Linked DNA regions of Zea mays: regions 1, 2 and 3 are each linked to region 4. A link is a contact called in public Hi-C data. All regions are on one chromosome and are shown on one strand. The core of a region is the stretch at or near the end of the contact, and the rest is flanking DNA. Distances in the headings are between cores, read along the strand shown.

The links. A called contact is a pair of places that touch in the nucleus more often than the background predicts.
Region 1: a Hi-C map of leaf shows a contact between it and region 4, with 5 times the contacts expected there. The contact joins the promoter of LOC103648322 here to the promoter of LOC100277738 in region 4. A contact is called at or near these places in 13 of 25 Hi-C or Micro-C datasets (bundle sheath, ear, endosperm and 5 more).
Region 2: a contact with region 4 is called in a Hi-C map of tassel, with 3 times the contacts expected there. The contact joins the promoter of LOC100194278 here to the promoter of LOC100277738 in region 4. A contact is called at or near these places in 6 of 25 Hi-C or Micro-C datasets (bundle sheath, ear, endosperm and 3 more).
Region 3: a contact with region 4 is called in a Hi-C map of tassel, with 6 times the contacts expected there. The contact joins the promoter of LOCLOC100191774 here to the promoter of LOC100277738 in region 4. A contact is called at or near these places in 2 of 25 Hi-C or Micro-C datasets (ear and tassel).

What each region holds. Positions count from the first base shown.
Region 1 is chr2:241,205,984-241,209,325 of Zm-B73-REFERENCE-NAM-5.0, reverse strand. It overlaps LOC103648322 (probable LRR receptor-like serine/threonine-protein kinase), which reads right to left and starts at 1,616. Exons shown (of 4, transcript NM_001348141.1): 1 at 1,317-1,616; 2 at 1-859. The coding sequence starts at 593.
Region 2 is chr2:240,941,180-240,944,366 of Zm-B73-REFERENCE-NAM-5.0, reverse strand. It overlaps LOC100194278, which reads left to right and starts at 1,492. Exons shown (of 5, transcript NM_001401399.1): 1 at 1,492-1,574; 2 at 2,555-2,791; 3 at 2,893-3,179. The coding sequence starts at 1,568. It overlaps LOC100193943, which reads left to right. Exons shown (of 3, transcript NM_001139012.1): 3 at 332-1,206. The coding sequence ends at 829.
Region 3 is chr2:241,297,776-241,301,266 of Zm-B73-REFERENCE-NAM-5.0, reverse strand. LOCLOC100191774 reads left to right here and starts at 2,136. Exons shown (of 10, transcript NM_001367118.1): 1 at 2,136-2,524; 2 at 3,158-3,249; 3 at 3,358-3,395. The coding sequence starts at 2,284.
Region 4 is chr2:241,077,477-241,080,946 of Zm-B73-REFERENCE-NAM-5.0, reverse strand. It overlaps LOC100277738, which reads right to left and starts at 1,699. Exons shown (of 6, transcript NM_001361298.1): 1 at 1,206-1,699; 2 at 966-1,093; 3 at 1-869. LOC112163536 (pentatricopeptide repeat-containing protein) reads right to left here and starts at 3,358. Exons shown (of 1, transcript NM_001398890.1): 1 at 1,402-3,358. The coding sequence starts at 3,319. The coding sequence ends at 1,535.

The DNA of each region.
Region 1 (3,342 bases), core at 367-2,866, 130 kb before region 4:
CCTGCAGGCAGCGGGCCAGACAGAGAATTGCCGCTCACGTCGAGCGACTGGAGCGACATGAGCCCGCCGACGGACTCCGGCAGCGGGCCCGAGAAGTTGTTCCCGGCGAGCGACAGGTTCTGCAGGCTCCGGAGGTTGCCGATGCCGTCCGGCACCGGCCCCGAGAAGCGGTTGCGGGAGACGTCCATGAACTTGAGGCTCTTGAGGCTGGCCACGTTGCCGGGGAGGCCGCCCGAGAGGTTGTTGCCGGCCAGAGAGAGCTTGACGAGCATGGTGAGGTTGGCGAACACGGAGAGGTCGGCGACGCCCGAGATGCCGTGGCCGTCCAGCACGACCCCGGCCACGCTGGCGCCGTTGCACACGACGCCGTTCCAGGACGCCGGGCACCCGTTGAAGTCGATGGACTCCTCGTTCCAGGAGTCGGTGACGTAGCCCGCCGGGTCGTGCGTGATGCCCTTCTTGAAGGCCAGCAGCGCCAGGATGTCCTGCGAGGGCAGCTGCCCACGCGCAGGGGAAATGAGCAGCAGGAGGAGGAGGAGGAGGAGGAGGAGCGGCGGCGGCGGCAGGAGGAGGAAACCCGCGCGAAGCCCCATCGCTCACTTTCCTCCACGGACTGGTCTGGGAGGGGAGCTGGGAGTTTGATGGTTAGTAGGATTCAAGGACGAGGACGCATTTCTTGGAGGAGATTGGAGGCAGCGTGCGCACAGGCGGGTAGTAGCTATCAGCGAGGTGGTATGGCTGTGCACACTCTGGGTACTAATTGCGCAGCCACAACACTTGTCCCTTTCACCTGATCTCTGCAGCAGCAGCAGCAGCACCTAGTATCGACATAAACCCGTCCAGATTCCTTCAAACAAACCTGAAACGAGCAAAAAGGTGTCAACTCAGGCACATAGATTCCAGCTTCAACACCCGCCCTGGCCGCCCAAAGATCGAATCTACCATTTATCTTCGTCGGAAAAAAAAGAGGGGGAAATGCAGCATAAATAGACAAAAAAAACTCTTCTTTTTTTGCTGACAGCACAAAGACCACATTTATTAACCCCTCCTCAAGAACGGCGGTAAAAAAAAGTGGTGGGTTCGGCCGCTAAACCCGCCACCAACCGCGGGCGGAACCGCCCAGCCCAGCTCAAAAAAAAAATAAAGGACGCGCCCTTTTAGTTGCGCAGGCACGGCGAATGCGTCCAAACATCGTGCACGGAAGGACACCGCCTGCGGTCTCGCCTCCACTCCAGATGCGATGCAATGCAATGCAATGGCGGATGCGGATGCGAGTGCGAAGAGCGGGGAGAGGCGGCGCGGGTGGCCTTGCTTACCTTGCAACGCGACCAGTCCGGGCGGCCTGGAGAGGGGCGGAAGGAAGGAATGGGTGGGAGAAAGGGTAATGGGGGGGTTGCAGGGGAACTGGGGAATGCAATGGGAGGGGAGGGGCCCGGCGGGAGTAGCCTGCCCTGGGGAAGACGGCAGCCGCGGCGGAACGAACCCTAACCCTAGCTGCTGCGGCTGTGAGGCGGCGGCGGAGGAGTAGGGGAGGGGGCGTGGCGGGCAGCTTGGTAACGGAGTGTGGGAGTGGAGAGTGGACTGGAGGGGGGAGGCGGGCAGCGCCAGCAGTGTGGGGATGGATGGGATGGGATGGGATGGGCGTGTCTTTTCTCTGTCGCCCTCCGTTGGCTTTTTGGTTTCCCATTTTTTGCGACGTGGTCCTCCGGAGAAGTTGTAATTTCGCGAGTGGAGAAAATACGGATACAGAGCGTGGCGTGGTGTGTAGTTTTTTGTACAGTAGAGCTAGAGTACAGTACAGTGTACTGCACCTACAGTAGAAGTGTATAACTGTTTAGGACTTGTGGACTGCGGTCAAAGGTCCCAAGGTAGCAGCAGTACAGTAGGCAGCAGGACGGAAGTGTCGTGCCGTACGCCCGGATCGCTGGGATACGGCCCGGGGTACGTGTGCGAATGCGTGACTTGGCAGGGGGCGGAGGCGCGAAACGGCGAGGTGATTTCCCGCGTCCTTTTTTTTTTGTGCGCGTGGTAGCGGCACCCGCCAAAAGGCCCCGCCTTGCCACCCTCGTGCGCCGCGCTGTGTCAGCTGTTCGATACGATAGCCCGCGTTTATTTTATATATATATATATATATTAGCTTTGTAAAAGTATCGTGTTTGACTCTCAAGTCACACTGTAGAGCCGAGTTGTAAAGGGTTTAGGTGCGTACATATATTTTGGATCAGCAACAGTCGTGCTTGCCTATGGTACCCGTGCCGTGTCGTACAGGGCGTCACGAATGAACACACACAAATATATATACGTACATTACATGAATGATGAATCCTCCTCCTTTTTTTGCAATGCCAATGGATGCCAGATCTTCTCTCCTTTTTTTTCTTGCTTGCAGCTAGGTACTCATCCGGGTAGCCAGGAGTGAAAGTCCAGAGAGGTGGTGGTTAGGCATTCATTAATAATAGGAGTCAAAGGGCTGGCCAGCCAGGCTCAGCAGCATCCAAAGCAAGCAAGAGGCAAGAGTGCAGTCTGCAGTCATCTTCAACAGCCAAGGCAACTGAACCATGCATGCATGATTGTCCAGTGCACCCTCACTGGCTGCTGGAGACCGGCGTGCAGGGTCTGGCCCCAAAGTTTGTTGAGTTGCTGCTTTATAGAGGAAATGGCAAATGCCTGCCACTTTGGCAAACCCCCCAAAAAGAGAGAGAGAGAGAGACCTTTCTTTCGAAACCTTTTTGCAAACTTTCGAGGTGTGAGTTCAACAGTGGGTAATTGCCTAGCTTTAAGCACTTTGTATGTTAGTAGGCGTGATCTGATCCCATAAGCGAGCCCCCCCCCCCCCCCTTTTTTTTTACTTTTTTACAGTCTTGATTGCGTTGGCCTGCAGTGCAGAGGCGTTGTAGTTTAGGTTCAGGCTCAGTTAGTACCAGTGACAAGTCGTGTTCTCAACCACAGACTCGGAGCCCGAGCTTGTGAAAAAAGCAAGACATTTGCAGCTTGCGGTGGATGGATCATGTGGGGGGACTACTGCACCCACCTTGTACAGGAGCATTCAGTTCTCTCTTGCCTCCGATGATTGCTGCCTGATTCATCCGATCCACCCCTCCCCCCACCCCCACCAGCGGTCAAAACAAATGCAGTTAAAAACGAGTCCCTTTTTTTCCCCTTAAGGCCTTGTTCGGTTATTTCAATTCCATGTGTATTAATGTGTATTGGGATGGATTGAGATGTATTTTGACTTGCTATGGAATTAAACCGACTCAATACCACCCAATCCACATGGATTAACGGCGAAACGAACAAGCCCTAAGGCTATGTTCGTTTACGTTGTTCCCGGCCGGAAACCAG
Region 2 (3,187 bases), core at 243-2,742, 140 kb after region 4:
AGGGTCTATCTTGGTTTGGTTCTTTTTTCTTTTCTTTTCTCTTTTCTGTCAACAGAGAGTCGCTTTTACTTATTAAAAAAGCACATTTTCCATTTTGATTCCATCACTAATGCTGGAAACCAAAATCTATTCATTATGAAAAACAGTTACATATTTATCAGTGGTAGCTATATTCACTGTTCTATTAGGTGCTCAAAATTCGTGTTGTCTGGAAGCATGATATTCTGGCCTTTGTGCTATACATTTCTATGTTTGTTTGTACGATTCTTCATGCTTAGATAAATTACCAATTTCTCGTTTGTTGTGATTAATAAATAATTTCAATTTTCAGGATTTCAGTGCAGGACCAGTACCTGATGCGATCAAGAGAAAACTAGCTGCCGAGACCAGTGTGCCTCCACAACAATCAAGTTTCAGCTGTGTAACTGGACAGAAGCAGCCCCAAAACTGGTACCCCACAAAGAAAAAGGTGAAAGTTCCACATCTTCCATCGCAGATTCTGCAGTGTCCCAGACCAAACGTGGTGCCATCCTTCTGGTGCAAAATCTGCAAGGTCGACTGTGTCACCGAGTTCAATTTCAGCGCTCACGTTGGAGGCAAAAAGCACAAGGCCAAAAAGCTAGAGATTCTAGGTAAGAGGAACGCTGGGGGACCTGCTAGCCGATGCGCAGGCAACAGGAGCGCTGGACAGAATGGACTAGCAGTTTCTGGGAGCAGAAGCAGCGAACAGAATGTGGCTGGCAGCGTTGCTGCTGGACCGAACTGTGACATGTCGTCTGAGAGCAGAACTAATGGAACAGAAGGAAGTGGGTGCACTGTCCGGCTATGAGCAGCTTGGGTTTCACTCGAGTCTGGTATTTCAATAAAAGTTCGCCTTGCACATTTTCTTCTCAAGGGCACAGTTAACATATTTATGTGTCAGATGGCTAGGCCGCTAGGGAGATTTCATCTGATGGGTTGGACTGAACAACACTAGTCAGATAATAAGTTGAAACGTATGCACTATGCAGTGTCCTATTCCCATGTGAGAGCAGTACATTGTTTGGACATATATCTGACAGCAGATGCATCCTGTGTCCTTTCGCTTCCTTCTCGAAAATGTACAGTAGCTAACCTTGTTCGGGTAGGAGGTGGAAGTTGAGGACGCTGTTCTGAGTATGTACTGGGTAGTTATAATGTATGACATCATGGCTTGTTTGTTGTTTCCATTTCTTACTGGTGATTGAATCATTGAAGACGGTGAGGGTAACTGTAGTGTGTGCCAAACTGGCCATGAAGACGATGAGGGTAACTGTAGTGTGTGCCAAACTGGCCGGCACTGTGGGCCTTCGTTACGTACTAACGTGGACGCGGGCCTTAGTGTTCGGCGGCCCATACAACATGAGCCCGACCGACCGCGGGCTCCAACCACCAAACGCGTCGACGCGCAGCGCACGCACGAACACACACGAGCAGGTTTCCTGCAACGCAGCGCGTCGAGCAGACCAGACCCGCCCGGCCTGGTTGTGGTCGAGGAGGAGACTGGAGGAGGACGGGATAGCAGACGAGAGGAGAGGACGCGCACGCCATGTCAGGTTCGTCCGCCGCTTCTCTTCCCGTTCCCCTAGATCCCCAATCCGCGCACGAGCACGACAGGACTGCTCGATTCGGCCCGAAACCTGGCGCCTGCGGAGAATTCGAGCGGCGGGCTCGATTAGGAGCCCGATTTCGCACGCAACCTGCGGGGGAGAGCGGTCGGACTCCTCGTCCCCTGTCATGTCCCCCATGGTGGAGAGGGCGGTTCCGGAGAGACGCGGCCGCATGGGTATGGCCTTATGGCGCCACCTGGGACGGGATCTTGAGGAGTCGCGCGGATTTGTTTCTTCGTTGATCGATTGATTATGCTGCGTCGTGGTGGGCGAGGGAGTGGACTCGGTTTGTGTCAAGGAGTGGACGTCGACATGTCTGTTGGCCCAGCGCCTGCGGCACTGCTGGTTAATCTGTGCCTTGCACTTTTCAACCCTGCTTGGCACTTTGGACTTCTATAGTTGATGTTCAGCAGTGGCAGGATCTAGGCATAAGCTTTTCCAATTATGTTTAACCCCATAAGCTTTTCCAATTATGTTTAACCCCTTCATAAATTTTGCAAATACATGCTGATTGTGTTATTGGACTTAAAAATCAACAAGTTTGGCAACACAGGTTTTAAATCCTAGATCTGACACTGATGTTCAGTAGCGAATTCAGCCCCTCGTTGTTGTTACACAACCTTAAAATTGGTGCTCTCTTCCAACCAAATGAAGGTCTTGGCTTCAATATATTCACCATTCTTTTAGGAGTCTTTTGCTCCTCTGTCTTGCATGGCAGTCAAGAACATTTTAGCCACCGTGTGTGTGCTTGCTTTGCTTTGCTGCTAAGTCAATGGCTGCGAGCTTGTTATCCACAGTTTTGTCGGGGGTAGGCAGTGCAGCAGCCGTGCTCTTAGTTAGTTATTGGAATTGTTCTTGACATAACCCTTGATTTCTGTTAAAGGTAATGGATTCTGATGTTATTAACTTGTTAGTGCACTTTGCAGGTCCACCACCAAAGCCTTGGGAGCGATCTGGAACTGAAGGAACTTCAGGTCCAGCACCTTTCAAGCCCCCATCTGGTGGAAGCACCAGTGATGTTGTTGAAGCTTCTGGTACCGCTAAACCCAGCGAAAATGTTACTGCGATGGAGGGGAATGCCGCTCCTAATGTAAATAGCACTGTTTCAAGGCCTATGCCACAGCGGCCTTGGCAGCAGACAGGTTATGGAAACACCTATGGAGGTATTCAACGTTTTCAAAGTCACTTGTTTCGTGATTGTGGTTGTCTTAGGAACACAATTTCAGTCTCACACTGACATTTGCAATTTGCCTTTTGGGTGTAGGGTATGGTGGATCCAACATGTATAGTTCATATGGTGGATTTGGCAACACTTATGGTACCGGTGGACTCGGAAATAGCATGTACTCGAGTTACGGAGGAGGTTATGGTGGTGGCATGTACGGCGGTGGCATGTATGGAGGAGGCATGTATGGTGGGATGGGAGGTTATGGTGGTTACGGCATGGGCGGAATGGGTGGTATGGGCATGGGTCCATACGGTAATCAGGATCCAAATTCGATGGGCCCTCCTGCATCCCCGCCAGGTTTCTGGGTGTCCTTCCTCCGAGTGGTAAGATA
Region 3 (3,491 bases), core at 887-3,386, 220 kb before region 4:
TGCCGAGTGTCCCGGGTGACACTCGACAAAGGAATTACCTTTGCCGAGTGTCTATTGACAACACTCGGCAAAGAATCCATCTTTGCCGAGTGCCACCTGGGACACTCGGGCAAAGACTCCGCTAGAGGGGTCCCCCTATCAGGTACTTTGTCGAGTGCCTTGTATGGCACTCGGCAAAGCGTGGTTCTTTGCCGAGTGTCAGAGCCACTACACTCGGCAAAGAACCTATATCGGTGCCCAGGTCTTGGTTTTTTGCCGAGTGCTATGGCCCTGACACTGTTATAATTATCCCAAAATAGTACATTAAGGTCTACATAGTGTAGGAACATACCACAAAAAGTTTGGTGGCCAAAATAAAAAAAAATTAAATATGCTTTGCCGAGTGTTCACTGAAGACACTCGGTAAAGACATTCTTTGCCGAGTGTCAGATATTTGACACTCGGCAAAGAATCTGCTTAATTGCGCTTGGCCTATTTTATATTCGATCAAATTAAAAAAATCGGTCCATGATTATAAAAAAGTATGATGCACCTACTGCTACTGCCTACTGAATCGAGAGCCAGCACTTGTTTCGCATCGAGAGCCGGCCAGCACTCCTTTGCCATCGAAACGAATGAATGGCCCGGGACATGCTCCAGCAAGGCGAGGTGGGCCGAGAGGCGGGACGGCCCACCCGGCCACACATGCGTAGAGATGTCCAAACGGGCCGCCCGGCCCGGCCCGGCCCAAGCCCGGTGAAGTCCGGCCTGTCAGTCACGGTTACAAAACCGGGCCGGGTCGTCTAAGCACGTGGGCTCAATTTCTTGTCCGAGCCCGGCCCGCAGCGAGCCTACGACCCGTTTAGCACGAAAAAAGCGGGCCGAAAAGCGGGCTATGCGGGCCGGTAAGCACGTTTTAGTGTAAAAAAGCGGGCTTAACGGGCTTAGAGGTAAACGGGCCGTGCCGGGCTAGCCCACCGTGACTAGTTTCCTGTCCGAGCCCGGCCCACTTATTCGTGCCGGCCCGGCCCGGACCCACATAGAACCGGACCGTGCCGGGCTCGGACCAGGCCCAAACAACGGGCTTCGTGCCGGGCTCGCGGGCCTCGTGCTTATCTATACTATATTTAAAGCACCAGTTTCAACGGTAGTCACACGTCATCTTTTTATAAATAACACCTCATAATTATTTCAAATTAATCTGTTACACGCCTATAGATAGTCAAACGGGCCACAACTCTGGTACATGCACGTCATGTCGGCCCATTTGATTAAATCAACGTAAAATATTAAAAAACGATGCAAGAAGTGGGGTTTGAACCCATGCCCTAATGGAAGAAGGACGGGAGACATTAAGTGAAGCTATCTAACCAGTAGAACATCATGCTTAAATGGATTTAATATTGAATATAAATTGTATATATGTATATATGTTTTTTATAAAATAAAAAAATATAATCGTGTCGGGCCGGGCCAGCACTATGGGCCGAGGCTACAACCCAAACACGGCACGACGTTCTTGTCTCTTGCAAGCATTAGGTCGTTTCAGAGACCATATTAGCGCAACCGCGCAATGGACTCCATGCTATTTGAGGTTGCTGAATTGGATGGAGCAAAAATAATTGTCACACTAATAGTAAAATGAAAGATTATTTGTTGGTTTTAAACGTTAGTAATTGCTACGAAGTAGCATAATTTATATGGAGTGCAACCAATTTTTATTGATGTCTCACTTTAGCAATCACTCCATATTTTAATCTATCTTTTTATAAGTTTGACTTCATGTGCCTTATTTTAGAAACTTGAGCTCACAAACTTTATCTTATTTGGTCTTTATATGGTGGAATCATGTTATTTTATAATCTCTGTTCATTCAGTCAGTCGTTATGAACTCTCATCTAATCGCTCACTTCATTGGTCGTGTTGTATCAAGACATATTGCATGGAGTAAACAATAACCTCAGTTAGCCAAATCAAAATAATATTATACAGAGAGCGGAGACAATCAATAAAAAATCTTAAATTTTTTTGATAGATAATTTATGTGCGTATTGTTGTAAGCCGTCGTAATAGACGGGCAACCGACTAGTTGGCCATCTATACACGTGCGCCTCCAGCGAGTCCACGCTGCACGCCAGACGCCACCCTTTTCCCATCTCCCGTGGCCAGCCAGACAAACAAATCTCTCGCGCCTCCCACTCCTCCCCGCCACTCGCCGCCAGCGACCAACCATCGCCCGCCCAGCAGCAGCACGGTCCCACGCCAGGACTCGACCCACGCGCGGCTAGCTAAGCTCCCGCCGCCATGATCACGGCCCTGCAGGTCTCCGGCGGCGGCCTGCCGCTCCTGTTCGCCCGGCGCCGGCGCCGGGCGTTCCGGCCGCCCCAAGCGGTGGCGTCCGACGCCGCCGCCGCCGCCGAGGGCACGGCGAGGGAGGATGGCGGGAAGGTGGCCCTGGGCGGGTCCGGCGTAGCCGTCACCAAGCTCGGCGTCGGGGCGTGGTCCTGGGGCGACACCACCTACTGGAACGAGTTCCGGTGGGACGGTGCGTACGTTTCTCCGCTCTCGCCGCGTGCGCTGTCTGCTTTGCTTCTTGGCTCAGGATTTCTTTCTTCCTGGTTATTTCCACGAACAAGAATTATGTATTACAGTCTGAAACACCCCCACCCCACAGCAACTTATAAATGCCATGAAAAATCAGCGCTGTTTTAGTAAATAGCCCGTGAGTTTCTGAATCAATCCTCCAGCCCTGCTACCTGAACCACGTATGTACGACACTGAAGCTGAAATCACACGGCGAAACCGAGACCCATCCCAGGGCCAGAAAGTGTGGGAAACCATCCTACACCCGTGCTCCCTTGTTGCTAGCATGTCGTTGGAAGAAGAAGTTTTACTTGGCCTGAACCTCCGCTCACACTTCCCGTGCATCTTTTGCGCCTGCTAGCTGCTGCTGCTGCTTTGACCGAAGTCCAACTCAGCCTGAAACTTGGCATTCCGTTGTTCTAACTAGACGCTCTCCAGCAGTAAGAGGCTAAGAGCACGTATCACTACTCACTAGTCGCCTGCCAATTCCATCGAATGGTTGCTGCCTCTGCCTGCTGGTACTTTTTTCATTGCAAAACATGGGAATGGTAATGGCTGCCCTCTGACATCGGTGAACGCTCTGGGAACACACCAGATACGAAGCTGAAGGCAGCCAAAGGAGCGTTTGACGCGAGCATCGACTGCGGAATAACCTTCTTCGACACCGCCGAAGTGTACGGAGCAGGGGTAAGAATAAGAGCATGGAAGCTTGACGACGCCTTACGCCCTTACCTTACCACCACCCGTCACAAGGTGAATCTAACGCTGCTTCCAAACGTGTTCTGCCGCCATCAGGTATCGGGAGCGATTAATTCAGAGAGTTTACTAGGAAGGTACGTATATGTCGTAATCTAAGCCAGAGAGTTCATGCATCCCTTTTGTACCGTAATTTAAGTTAAGCCTCTGCAGTGTCAGTTCTGAAGCTCCGT
Region 4 (3,470 bases), core at 450-2,949:
ACCAAGGACCATTGTACAGAGGGAGGTGCATTCTGCGTCTGACAGAGGACGAGCCGTCTATTAGAACATCAGCCTATTTGGTCTCAGTTTGACTAACATGACTATAATTACCACCATTTACTACTAGCATTTGATGCTTTTCCTATTGAACAGGATGAAATTAGAGAGCTTTACCATGCTTAAAAAGCATGCATGCAGATGGTTCACTAAGGTGGTAGGACTGCAGTCTTGCAGCATGCCTGAAGCAAGGTAGGCTATAAAGGATTACACCAGCATCTCATTTCTTAGATTGTGCAAGCAGTACAGCGGCCTTTATGAATACACTATAATATTGAGGGGAATGACTTGAAGGCCAGGAAACCATGAGATTCTCATCCTGGTATGCATGCATGGGCATGATTTCTGAGGGGACAAAAAGGAAACATAGGCAGCAGATTCCATGAGATGTGAAGGACCCAAGTGCATGTTCTCATTCCTTTTCTTGTTTCATGGTAGCATAGGTTGGGGATTAGTGAGGACGAGCTTTCCTTGTGTATTAAGGGAAGAACCTTCACTTTCCAAAGACTGAAGCCTAATGAAGGGGTTTCCGTGAACCAGATCGCGAGGACCCAAGGAAAAACCTAAGAATTTCCCCCCCTGTGCTAGTGCTACACTGGGAAGGAAACTGAAATTCCGAAATTGAATGATGAACGATGATGACCTGTCGGTGGTACTAACAAAATCCAAAAATAATATGAAGGGCAGGGAAGTAGTTCAGTAAGGGAAGAACCTTTACAAAGATTGAAGCCTAATGAAGGTGGTTCTGTGTCTGTGAACAGGATTACAAGTTTTTTTTTTGCCTGAGTCACACCTGGAATTAAACTGGCATCCTGAAAACATCAGCGGCAATCCCAATGAGCTGAAACGGCTGAAATAAAGCAACATCCATTAAACAAGGTTAAAGGGGGTGTATATACTAAGCTCACCTTTGGTGCATGGTGTCATCAAGAAAGCAGTTATATTCTAGCCTTGCTCTCTGGAAGTTCTGGAAGGTTGTAAGGGACCCAGCAGTCTTGCATTGATGTTGTAGGAACGAAAGTTGTGAAAGCATGGCCTGATCATTTCATGCAGACCTACTATCAGGAGTCAGATCTGTATCAAGCAGGTGGATACATGCAAACGTTTAAATATATTTACTCATCAAAGCAAGGGAAAGTAGTGAGTACCTCTTTCCAACCAGGTCGAACTTAATATGATTGGAGCATATAGTTTCCACATTAATTTGTTGTTTGAGAGGAATAAAACACAGATGTTAACCTGGAGTATCTGTTCTCAACCTAATTCTTGCTGTACTGAAAACATCTTTCATTTGAAAAATTAAGAGTAGGATGCGATAATACAACCTATAAAGTATGAGGCTGTCTCAACATTGCGCCTCCATTGCAGCAGTCAACAGAAGTTAGATGCCGAGGCTGAATCCATATATATGACTTTCAAATCCTGAGCTTACCACAACTTTTCTGATCATAGGACAGCCAATCCATGCACTGATCAACTACCAATAATCGTTACATGAACATGATCCACCTTTGAAATGGTGGAACCTACTGCGGTCCCTCACAATGATCTCCCGATCATAAATCTTCGATATTAGCTTAATTGCAGTATGGCAATCGCCACACACCCTCAAATTCTTCACTATCCTGATAGGAGTGCCAGAAAGAGACTTCAACAAGGCAAATGCAATGGCCAACCTCTCGCTATGGTAGTTCAAGGCAGTCTCTTTCTCTTCCTCCTCTATATCTGCCAACACATTGCTTGTGCGTGGGATGTAACCTTCACGTTTCAACCTATCAGCTATCTCAGCAAGCATCTGGTATATCTGTTCACTCTCAGGATGAGACCTATCACCCATAACAAACTCATACACAGAGTTGCGGAGCTCCACAAGGCTGCGCCCAGGGTTCTTCCTCACTCTATCCTTGGCCATTCTTTTCCTAAGCACATGAACGTCGGCCCATCTCCCAACAGCAGCATAAAGGTTCGAGAGGAGAACGTAGCCTCCGCTATGCCCTGGATCAAGCTCAACCAGCCGTGCCCAAGCAGCCTCCCCAAGCTCCAACTTCTTGTGCATTGCACAAGCACCCAACAAGGTCCTCCACACGACAGCATTGGGCTCCAGTGGCATGGTGAGGATATAATCATATGCTTCCTCGACTTTGCCCGCTCTCCCCAACAGATCCACCATGCATCCCAAATGCTCAACCCTTGGTGCAATGCCGTACTCCTCTTTCATCCTGTTAAAATACGTAAACCCATCATCGACCAGTCCACAGTGGCTGCAAGCATACAGCACTCCTACCATAGTGATTTCAGTTGGCACAAGCTTCTCCCTCTCCATCACACCGAACAGCTCGAGTGCTACCTTCCCAAAACCATTCACCGCTAAGCCCACGATCAGTGACGTCCAGGAGACAACGGTCCGCCCTGTCCCCATTTCCTCAAACACCCTCCTCGCATCCTCTACGCCGCCACACTTGGCATACAAATCAATCAGCGCGTTACCAACATGTGAGTTCCCTACCAGCCCAACCTTCGTCAGATAAACATGCACCCTCCTCCCTAGAGCGAGTGCGCCAATCTCAGCAGACGCTGTCAGCACGCTCACCATAGTGAATCCATCCGGCGTGAAGTCCACGTCCAGCATCTCCCGGAAGACGGTGAGAACCTCGTTGGGGCGTCCGTTGGCCGCGAACCCATTGAGCATCGAGTTCCAGGACACGGGGTTGCGTTCGCGGACGGGGATTTCGTCGAACACCCTGTGCGCGCTCTCGAAGAGGCCACACGCGCCGTAGAGGTGGACCAGCGAGTTCTTGACGAAGACGAGCGCGGCGAGCCCGTTCTTGGCGGCCTCGGCGTGGATGCGCTCCCCGTCACGGAGCGACAGGAGGCGCGCGCACGCCTGGAGGAGCGGAGGGTAGGTGTGCGTGTCCGGCGGCGCGAGGCGGCGGGCGTGGAGCGCGAGTGCGAGGGACGGGCGCGGAGAGGACGCGGCGATGCGGAGCACGGTGTTGAGGGCGAAGGGGTCCGGGTCGGGCAGGACGCGGGTGAGGATGGCGACGGCGTAGCGGACGGGAGGGGCGCGGAGGGAGGCGAGGTGGAAGAGCAGGTGCTTGGCGAGGAGCGGGTGCGCGGGCGGCACGCCCGCGCGGAGGGCGCGCGCGTGCAGCTGCTTGGCGGTGGCATGGGAGGGCGCGGCGAGGTGGAGGCGGAGCAGCGCGACGCAGTGGCGCAGCGCCGGGTGCGTCGACGGCGTCCGGTCACCGGACGCGTCATGCATGAGGCGCGCACGTCTTCAGTGCGGTTTTGGCGAGGGTAAAGGCGCGATGAGCTCCTGCCGCGGACAACGTATAGATGGCCAAACGGGCCGGCACGGCCCGGCTAGCGAAGCGTGCCGTGCCCAGATGGGCCGGCGTGCCGCTGCCGCGGCC